Linked DNA regions of Sus scrofa: region 1 is linked to region 2. The links are chromatin contacts, called in public HiChIP or PLAC-seq maps. All regions are on one chromosome and are shown on one strand. The core of a region is the stretch at or near the end of the contact, and the rest is flanking DNA. Distances in the headings are between cores, read along the strand shown.

Region 1 (4,884 bases), core at 922-3,421, 210 kb before region 2:
TCTCATAACGAGAAAACCTCCCAGACCAAGCAAAGAGGAAGATGCCAAGAGCTGGCTGTTGCTGCTTTTCCCTTGGGTTACAGACAGTTAGGACTCCAAGCATGGCAGGGACCTACAGTGTTTTGTTATTCACACAGCTAATAGGGTGGCATGCCCTTTCTAAACCAGACTAACAAACCAAATGAGAGTGCATAAGATCATCTGTTTAAAAAAAAAAAAAAAAAAAAAAAAAAAAAAAAAAAAAAAAAAAAGGCGCCAGGAGACTGAATGTATTCTCTAACCACCAGTCTTTTTCCCTCTGTCCTCTTCTCCTACTATAATTTTCAGTCAAGGTGACTTACAGGAGATAGAAGTAGGCTTATGCAGGAGCTCAGAGAGAAGTTCTGGATGGCTCATGGGCTCTGCATATCCTTGCTATCTGGAATCTTAAAAAACATGACACCAGTCTCTCATAAAGTGGGACAGAGACTTCCCAGAGGGACTGATCAGAGCAAGGCAGAACATGCAATTGTGTCACTCTTCCTTCACTTAGGCCTAGTTCTTCTGTTATTTCTCTGATTTTTTTTTTTCAGTAAGAGAAAGACACAGAATTTCCCCAAATAGTAAGTTGGAACTTGTGATCAACAGAATTAAAATTAAGAATGTTTGACAACAATGTTCTGAAAATGATCAGCCACTTATCTTCAGGAGAGTTTTTCCCTTAGATGCCAGATCACTCCCTTCGTCTTGGCCTCTCTTTCTCAGTAAGGCAGTATGGGAGGCACATTCTCTGAGGGTAAGGTGCATCCTTTTCTGCCACCAGCTTCCACTGCAAGGCCTGTGATCTCCACTTCACAGCCACCACAACTCACTTTGCAGTCAGCTCCAAGCCTGGTTCTCCACCATCAGCAATATGGAAAAGGCAGAATTTTTCAAGTTTCCATCCCCCTTTAACTTATACTGGGCGAAGTTCTTAGTTTGCCTTTGCGGGCTCCACCAAATAGTATCCCAAGCCAACATGGCAATGGGTGCAGGGATGATGTACCTTCCACCTATATACCAGTGGAAACTGGAAACATTCTAGGTGTCCGTCAATAGAAATAATATTCAAGTATCTGATAGTACATCCACTAAGAGTCTTTCGGAACTTTACAGAAATGGTTGCTGAAAACTCATTTCTGCTACAATATTAAGTTAAAAAGGTAGTATACAAAATTATTTTCGACATGACTGCCACTGAGCAATGCTTGAAAATCTGTCGCAAATAAAGAGAAGAAAAGACTAGAAAGAAATGCATCAAAATTAACATTAACAGAGACTAAGCCTTCAGGGTGTGGCTCTGGTTGATTAATTTTCTCTTTATAATTTTCTGCCTTTTGAAATGAGGATATCGGGGAGTTCCTGTTGTGGCTCAGAGGTAATGAACCCAACTCCTGTCCATGAGGACGAGGGTTTGATACTCGGCCTTGTTCAGTGGGTTAAGGATGGGGCCTTGCTGTGAGCTGTGGTGTAGGTCACAGACGCGGTTTGGGTCCCACGTTGGTGTGGCTGTGGTTTAGGCCAGCAGCTGCAGCTCTCATTTGACCCCTAGCCTGGGAACTTCCACAGGCAGCAGGTGTGGCCACTGAAAAAAAAAAAAAAAAAAAAAAAAGTCCTACTTTTATAATTATGAAAAAAGGGAAAGAAAATCTTGAACTTTCGCATTTAACCAGTGAGCCAAAGCAATAAACAGCAGGGGCTCGGTGGCGGGGCACCGGGTGCTCTGGAGCCTGCGGGACGGGGTCCGGGACAGCTTCCAGGACATAGGAGCCTGCCCTGGCAGGAGCTTTCCAAGAGAAGTCTGTTTTATCTCTGAGCAGCGATGACGTCACCCTAGGAAAACCAGAAAATGCCAATTAATCACGAAGTCAGGACTAATCCCCGAAAAGAACTTGGGTTGCGGTGAGAAGAGAGGGTGCCCCAGACCCACGGTGACGTCAGTCACCTACGTGGGGCCCACGGTCTGGGCAGTCCAGTCTCCCCGCCCTCCGTTAGCCAACCTCCCGCGGGGTGCACTGCACAGGGGCGCATGCGCAGCAGTCACAGCCCCCCCCCCCCCGCTGGCTGGCCACCTGCTTGCTGCCGCCTGGCTGCTCGCACCAGCCCGGGTTCACTCTGTACTGCGACCATTCTTGACTATCACCACGGTGGTGAGACAATTATTTGGCTGAGAGCTGGTCGTAGTATCAGAGCCCAAAAGGGTGAATTAGATCCTGGACTGTAATTGGAAGACACTTGGACAGAGAAGCTGTTCTTATTTGTAAAGTATACGGTTTTATTGCCGTCTGTTTTAATGAGATCTGTATTATAGTTACACATTCATGATTTTATTTTTTTTAAATTATTTTAACGATTTCAAACCATTGTTAGCACGCTTTGTCAGCCCATTGCTGGAGGACGGCAGGGCTCTGGGAGCCAGGGCCAGGGTGTAGGCTGACGTTCTCCACAGACCCTTGCATGCAGCTACAGCAGGAAAAACAGAAATGGGCGCCTAGCAGCATTGTGAAACAGGATTGCTGATCCCTGGAGAGGCCCTCTGAGGGATAATGAACCTTGGATCAGTTTTCCTTGGAGAAGGTCCTCACGTGGGTCTTGCTAAAAGCTGTCTGTGCCCTGGAGGTGAAAAAGTGATCCAAGGACTCTGGGGGTCGGGGGTAGGGGTGGGGTCTGAGATGTCAGTAACCTGACACTGAAACATGTTGCCCTTATGAATGGCTTTGTAAAATCTTCTAAAAAGAATTCTGGATAAGGTGACACACTCTTTTTAGGCTGGTTTAGCAAAGGACCTGAAGCATTTTAAGTGGGAAACTACTGAGCTCTGCTAAGAAGGAGATGCTGGGAAGAGTGCCCAGGAGCAGAAGGATTGAGGAATGTCTCCACCTTGCCTTCACAGAATTTCCTCTTACAGAAGATTCTTACAGTAACTTGGCCTTGTGGTCAATCTTGAAGGAGCTCCTGCTGGAGTCCCTGCAGCTCAGTGCCCCAGCTCCCCCATCCTTTGCTTGTTAACTATTTTGTCAGGCAAATATTAAACAGGGAACCACAGAGGCCTGTGTTCCTGTGGGCTGGATGTAGGCAAGTAGTCAGAACCTGGAGATGAATGGAGATAGAGCTAGAATTGGGGTCCAGGTGAGCAGTACTCATTCCCTTCCAAAATACCCACAAACACAAGTTGCCCTGCTGAGTTGTTTTCATCACAGCAAGACTTGCCACAATCAATTTTCCTTCTTTTCTTTTTTTTTTCCTTTCTCTTAGAAAACAAAGGTCTCACTAGGGTTGCTTTATGAACCTCAGTAGAGTCAGTGCTGCATCACTTTAGATTGCCTTGGCAGGGAGAAGGGTGTTTATCTGCTTTTGATCACTGCTGGAGTCTCAGGCCTTTAAATCTTTTGAACTTAGATCCACTGTTCCACATTAGCTGCTACTGATTCTACAGCCCTGGTGCTCTCGATTATATTTTTTTGGCTCAAATATGATGCCTTTTCTGTCTTTGGGCCCAAAGGGCTGGAGATGTGGAGGAGGGTTCCCAAGTTATAATCAGCAGCTTGAGTTCTTTGACCTGTTTGGAGCTCATGGTAACCAGAGTCAGCAACCAACAGGGTTTAGAAGCAACAGCAGCAGGTTTATGTAGCTCGGGAAAGATAGGGATGTTTGGCGGCTGCTAAAATCGGAGTTTCTCAACCTGGGGTTATCGTCAGAGTCACCAAGAAAGTTAAAATTAGAGATTTCCAGGGTTGGGAATGGGGCAGACATCTGTGTTTTTCAAAGCTCTTGGGTAATTCTGACATCAGACAAAGCAGGGCCTGCTGGTTTATGGCCTGGGCTACTGTGAATCAGAGGCAGCACTTAGCTTAGGCAACACTGTGTGTCTGAGGGTGGAGTTGGTGATCAGAAATGATGAGCTTCTCAGATACATTTGGTCCAGCTTCCCAAAATTAAAGCCTTACTCTTGGGGATGACCTTAAAACTTGGGGCTCAGGAGTCCCCATTGTGGTTCAGCGGGTTATGAACCTGACATAGTGATTCTGAGGATGCCTGTTTGGTCGCTGGCATTGCTCAGTGGTCTCTGCGGCACAGGTTGCAGTCGTGGCTTGGATCTGGCGTTGTTGTGGGCATAGCTGTGGGCTGGCAGCTGCAGCTCCAATTCACCTCCTAGCCCATGAACTTCCATATGCTGCAGGTAAGGCTGTAAAAAGTGAAAACAAAACCCAAAAAAATCTTGGGACTCAAAGCTGAAGGGATCTGGGAAGAGGAAAGAAATACGTTCTTCTTGAGTGACTAGGAGGCAGAGGTTTGGAGGTCCTTAAGCCCAGGGGCTCAGGTCTAAGAACCACCAGTGGAGGGGGTATAGTACAGGAGAATCCAAGGTGGTTGCATAGCTCTGCAGAGCATCTACCCTCCTGGTTCCCAGATGGGCCAGCATGGAGAGGCCGTAAGTAAAAGCTTACGAGGAACTTTGTTAGACAGGGGTTCCAAACTAGTTATGCTTTGACTAAGGGTGGTAATGTTTGTAATAATCATTACTAAAACAAATGCGATTGTGGTTAGCATTTATTGAGCATCATGTGAAACCCTTTACAAGTATTAGCCAATTTAATCCCTCACGACAATCTTCTGAAGTAAACTACAGATGAGGAAACCAAAGCTCAGAGAATTTAGATGAATCATTTAATGATTCCCAGCTAGTCGGTGGCAGAGACTGAACTTGAACTTAAGCCTCTTGGATTCCTACGTATGAGCTCTTTTGATGTCAGATTTCCCATTTCAGAGGCCTCTTTAATCCTACACAGGAGCTTAAGACAAGTTGAAGAGCTGAGGTACTGCTGGTGAGAGAAGTTTAGAGAATGGATGAGAGTCGATGCTGAA
Region 2 (4,713 bases), core at 1,490-3,989:
GGCTCTGACGTAGGCTGGCAGCTACAGCTCTGACTAGACCTCTAGCCTGGGAACCTCCCATATGCTGTGGGAGGGGCCCAAGAAATGGCAAAAAGACCAAAAAACAAAACAAAACAAAACAAAACAAAAAGAAAAAGGAGCCCATTTCCTGGGGCTATTGCAGCTCTTACCAGTGCACAAAGCTTGGAGTGGAGCTCTGGCTAGATTCTGGCCTGTGCTAACACTTCATGGCTAAGTCCTCTTTTTCAGGTAACAATGGGCACAGTTGTCTTCAGGAGCCCTGCTTATCAAACATTTGCTATCTTGTCAACTGCAGAAAATCAATTAATGTCATTCCATAAAAATACTCCCTTCATAAATGAGACAAATGTATATAAAAACAAACTTTAAAAAACACAGCTTAAAACTATTAAGCTGTACCTTAAAACTGTTGACATACCAAGGTTCTAATATTGTACATATTCAAGGAGAATCTCCATGTTAAGAGTAGACAGAAAGATTTTATTACCAATACTTCATTTCAAAAAGTGACATTTTATGTTTGTCTTGTTTAGTAAGATTTGAAGTGTTTCTATAAGTATATCAAAAATCTCATAGAAGGAAAAAATAAAGCAGCATGTTTTCCTAAGCAATAAATGTCATCATTGACTTTTCAGCAAGGACATTTATCTTTCCAAAACAACAACAACAACAAAACCAGTTTCATACAATAGCTAAAGTTAGAATTTTATCTTTTAAATTTGTTTCCTTAAGTGAACATGTCCATAATCACATTTGTAGACATATGCTATTTTTATTTTATGAAGTTGTCATTAAGTTTTTATTCTAAGCAGGATGTTCTCAAGAATAATACTTACATTTTTTATACACATTCAAAATGAAACACATGAAATAAAAATAGTAATTAATAATTTCAGTAAAATGCATTATCTTAGAAGATTTCTTTTACTAGCACAATTACTCCTACATCTATTTACTCCAGTTTAGGTTCTGGGTATTGGCAGTATAAACCTTCTTTAAAACACACCTTCAGGAAAACTAATTAACCTCATCTGATTTAACAATATTTTACTTGGGATTTCCTATGTATTTAGAGTACTTTGTCTATGCCATTTGGTACTTTTAAATGTATTACTAGCTTAAGTAATTTCATGTGCTCATGGTTTTCAGAGCATGATTTAGGCAATAATTACATCTGATGCAGACAGAATACATTCTCTGTAGCCAAGAGAGGGAGGTGGGAGGTGGGAGGTGGGAGAATCAGGATGTTTATGAAGAACAGAAGGGACTAATTTTCTTTCTAGGTAGGCTTGGCTTGTCTCTCCACAGTGTCCTTGCAGAGTGGGTTCATCTCTTCTACTTTATTAGTTTCTCTCCCCTTACATGCTTAACAATTAATGTTCATTATCTGACAAATTAATTTTTCATTTTATTTAAAAATATGCTGTGGTTAGGAGTACCAGAAGGTGAGCTCTCCTATGGTTGTTAAAGGGAGGGATCCTGCTGTGTAGCATTGGAAACTATATCTAGTCACTTATGATGGAGCATGATAGTGATGGAGCATGACAATGTGAGGAAAAAAATCTATACATGTATGTGTAACTGGGTCACCCTGCTGTACACTAGAAAATTGACAGAACACTGTAAACCAGCTATAATGAAAAAAAAAAAGAAAAAACACTATAAAATAAAAAAAAATAAAAATAAAGAGAGGGTTGAATTACGTGGTAGCAAAGGCACTTTAAACTCTATAGGCCATCAGTGGCATCAGGTCTTAAAAGTAGTTCCATGTACCTTATTTCATCTGACCTGCCCACAATCCTATTGAGATAGGAAGGGCAAGTATTAATCACATCTTACAGATGAGAACAATTCAGAAATGTTGACTTGTTCAGATCTTATTTATTTATTTTTGCTTTTTAGGGCCGCACCTGCAACATATGGAAGTTCCCAGGCTAGAGGTCGAATAGGAGCTACAGCTGCCAGCCTGACAGCCTGTGCCACAGCCACAGCAATGCTGGATCCAAGCTGAGTCTGCAAACTATACCACAGTAATGCTGGATCCTTAACTCACTGAACAAGGCCAAGGATGGAACCTGCATCCTCATGGATGCTAGTCGGGTTCGCTTCCACTGCACCACAAGGGGAAACTCCAGATCTCATTTAGAGTAAATGATGCTAGGATCACAGTCTTAGTCTTTATGGATTGCAGCTGTCATGACATTTGAGAACATTCACTACACAAATACAATGTTTAGCATAGCGCTTGAAATAAAATTTGTTTTCACCTTGCCATTAGGCAGATTCATTCCTCTCCTTTAAACTAACACCTCATTTAGCATAGGGACTTGGTATTCATTTTCAAGTTAAAAAAGTAAAATAAACAGAACTACCTGCTATAGTAATCTCACCAAACCCTCCTACTTGCAATGCTCCTTTCCAAAAATACAGAAATCCAGTATTCACCCGACTGTGAATCTTTCAAATTGATTTACTCTAGTTAAAAAAAGAAGTTGATCTATGTTTATCTGAACACCTGAATTAATACATAAATCAAGCAAAATGAGTTATATTTGCACTTTACTATTCTGAAAGCTATCTCATGATCTGGTCCCAATCTATCTTTCCAGCTTTATTTCCAACTATATCCTTTCTTCCAGTCACAACAGATTGTTCGTCAAATACACTCTGTACTTTTCTCAGTTTCCTCTGCTGGAAATTCCCCTTCCCACCCATTTCCTCTTATTCAAACTACTTCTTCTTCAAGGACTGGTCTTAATGCTATCTACTGTGCATACATGCAGACTTCCTGATATCTAAGGTCAAAATTAATCTCTCCCTCCTCCATGAAGCTACTGTAGTTTCTCTGAACCTCTGTTTTGCATAGAGTTCATTGTGGTCTATAGTTCAAGGCAATATATCTGGCTCAGCTGAGAGCTTTTTTGTGCCAAAAGAGGATCTTTCCTTATCTTTATATCTATGTGCATATCGTAGATGTTTGAAAAGTGTTTACTGAGTGCAAATAACATAGCAAACAGAACAACGTCTAATTCAGGTTTTCATCATATCTTATCTAGACTTGGACTAATAAAGCAGCCTCCTGGTAGGTTTCTGCAACCTCAAATTTTGGCTCTTTCCTGTTTATTTTTCATACTACTACTACAGTGATCTCTCTGTAACAAAAACCTGGTCATGTCACTTTCCAGTTTTACTTTATATTGTTCCCCACCATCTCAAGGAGAGTCCAGTTTCTAAGTATACCTAGCCCATCTTGATCTGGTCTCAGTCTACGTGTCTAATACTTGGTACCATTAACTCAGACAGATAGACATGCATGTTTTCACCCAAGTTCCCACAGTTTTCACAATATCAAACTCCTACCCACCCACTTGCATATACTCAGTCCACCATTCTAACAGCTCATCCTTTATGCCTCATCTCAGGGGAGGTATAATAGGGCAGTTGAGTCAAACATATCTGTATTTAAATCCTAAGTTGTCCATTACTTGGACCGTGATCCTGAATAAGTTAAACTTTGCAAATACAGCTGAGAGAATATTAGAAAGCTCTCTGGCTTCACCATTCTTTCCCTACACTCTGCAATACACTCTGCTCCAATGCTTAGGTGAGCAATTTCAACACTGCGTAAAATACAAACCTAGGAGCCAGAATCTAAGCCCTAGGTTCCTTGTCAGTTGAAGTAACTAATTAAAATTCCAGATTTAAAGGCAAATAAGCTGTAATCTTTGTTTTCTTCTAGCTCCTTATACACTTTACACTAAAATGTGAAATAACAATACACAGAAAATTAAAATTTTTTTTTTGCTTATAATAGTGATCCATCTCAGCAAGAATGCACATATAGTATATTTTCAAATATTGTTTTCCTCATATATCTTTGTCTTTTGTTCATTTCTTTAATTGTTTTTCTTATTGTTGACTTGTTTTTGCTTTTTAGGGCCACACCTGCAGCATATCGAAGTTCCCAGGCTAGGGGTCCAATCGGAGCTATAGGTGCTGGCCTACGCCACAGCTGTAGCAACCCCAGATCTGAGGTGCATCTGCGACCTATACCACAGCTCATGGCAACATCGGATCCTTAACCACTGAGTGAGGCCAGGGATCTAAACTCATGAATCCTAGTCAGGTTTGTTAACCACTGAGCCATCTATTTTTTTTTTTTTCTCTTTAAGATCTAATAGGTATGTAATTCTCTGGATTTGGTAAACAGCACATTTGAATACCCCTTCTAGCTCAAAGTATCATAACTCTATATATGGATTTCTTTCTGTCCTAAGAATCAGAAATGGAAATCAAATAACAACAAAAAAAGTTATGGTGAGCAGAAGCTGACTGATGTGAAGCAGACAACATTAAAGCATGCAATAATGTACTAAGGCTAAGCAATTGTTCTGCCTGGAAACTGAGAGTTTTTCAATCTTAAATAGTACAGAAGAGGTAAATCCCTTTGGCATAATATATTTCCATTATCAGGTTTATATCTTTGTAGGGGTTTAAATTGTATGAACTTTGTTTTAACCTGGTTTAGGTGCCAGGTGTTCATCTATACTAAACTTCAATAGTTATAATGTTTTATTAAAACATATTCCAAAGATACATATAATCTGAACTTATATTCTTAAAATGTTACTTCAAAGACTTTTTAAAAGAACAATGCCAAATTAATTTTCTCATATGCAAATATATCTTACA

What was found. HiChIP or PLAC-seq counts read pairs in DNA pulled down with a chosen protein or histone mark.
Region 1: a contact with region 2 is called in an H3K27ac HiChIP or PLAC-seq map of alveolar macrophages. The contact joins two enhancer-like sites. A contact is called at or near these places in 2 of 47 Hi-C or Micro-C datasets (embryonic fibroblasts and liver) and 1 of 2 datasets of contacts at active chromatin or transcription factors (alveolar macrophages).

The regions. Positions count from the first base shown.
Region 1 is chr16:43,607,453-43,612,336 of Sscrofa11.1, reverse strand. All of the region lies in intron 2 of LOC110257245 (a long non-coding RNA gene), which reads left to right. It overlaps LOC106506514 (a long non-coding RNA gene), which reads right to left. Exons shown (of 3, transcript XR_001301846.2): 3 at 4,552-4,841. Among named protein-coding and RNA genes, the nearest start is that of CWC27, 260 kb to the right of the region's middle. Within about 2 kb of position 2,171, at least 31 of the 83 cell types and tissues checked have an H3K27ac peak or open chromatin away from gene starts, as enhancers often do. A contact at or near this core is called in alveolar macrophages, where this site is marked.
Region 2 is chr16:43,403,172-43,407,884 of Sscrofa11.1, reverse strand. The region is part of intron 10 of CWC27 (CWC27 spliceosome associated protein homolog); the gene reads right to left. Among named protein-coding and RNA genes, the nearest start is that of CWC27, 59 kb to the right of the region's middle. Within about 2 kb of position 2,739, at least 3 of the 83 cell types and tissues checked have an H3K27ac peak or open chromatin away from gene starts, as enhancers often do. A contact at or near this core is called in alveolar macrophages, where this site is marked.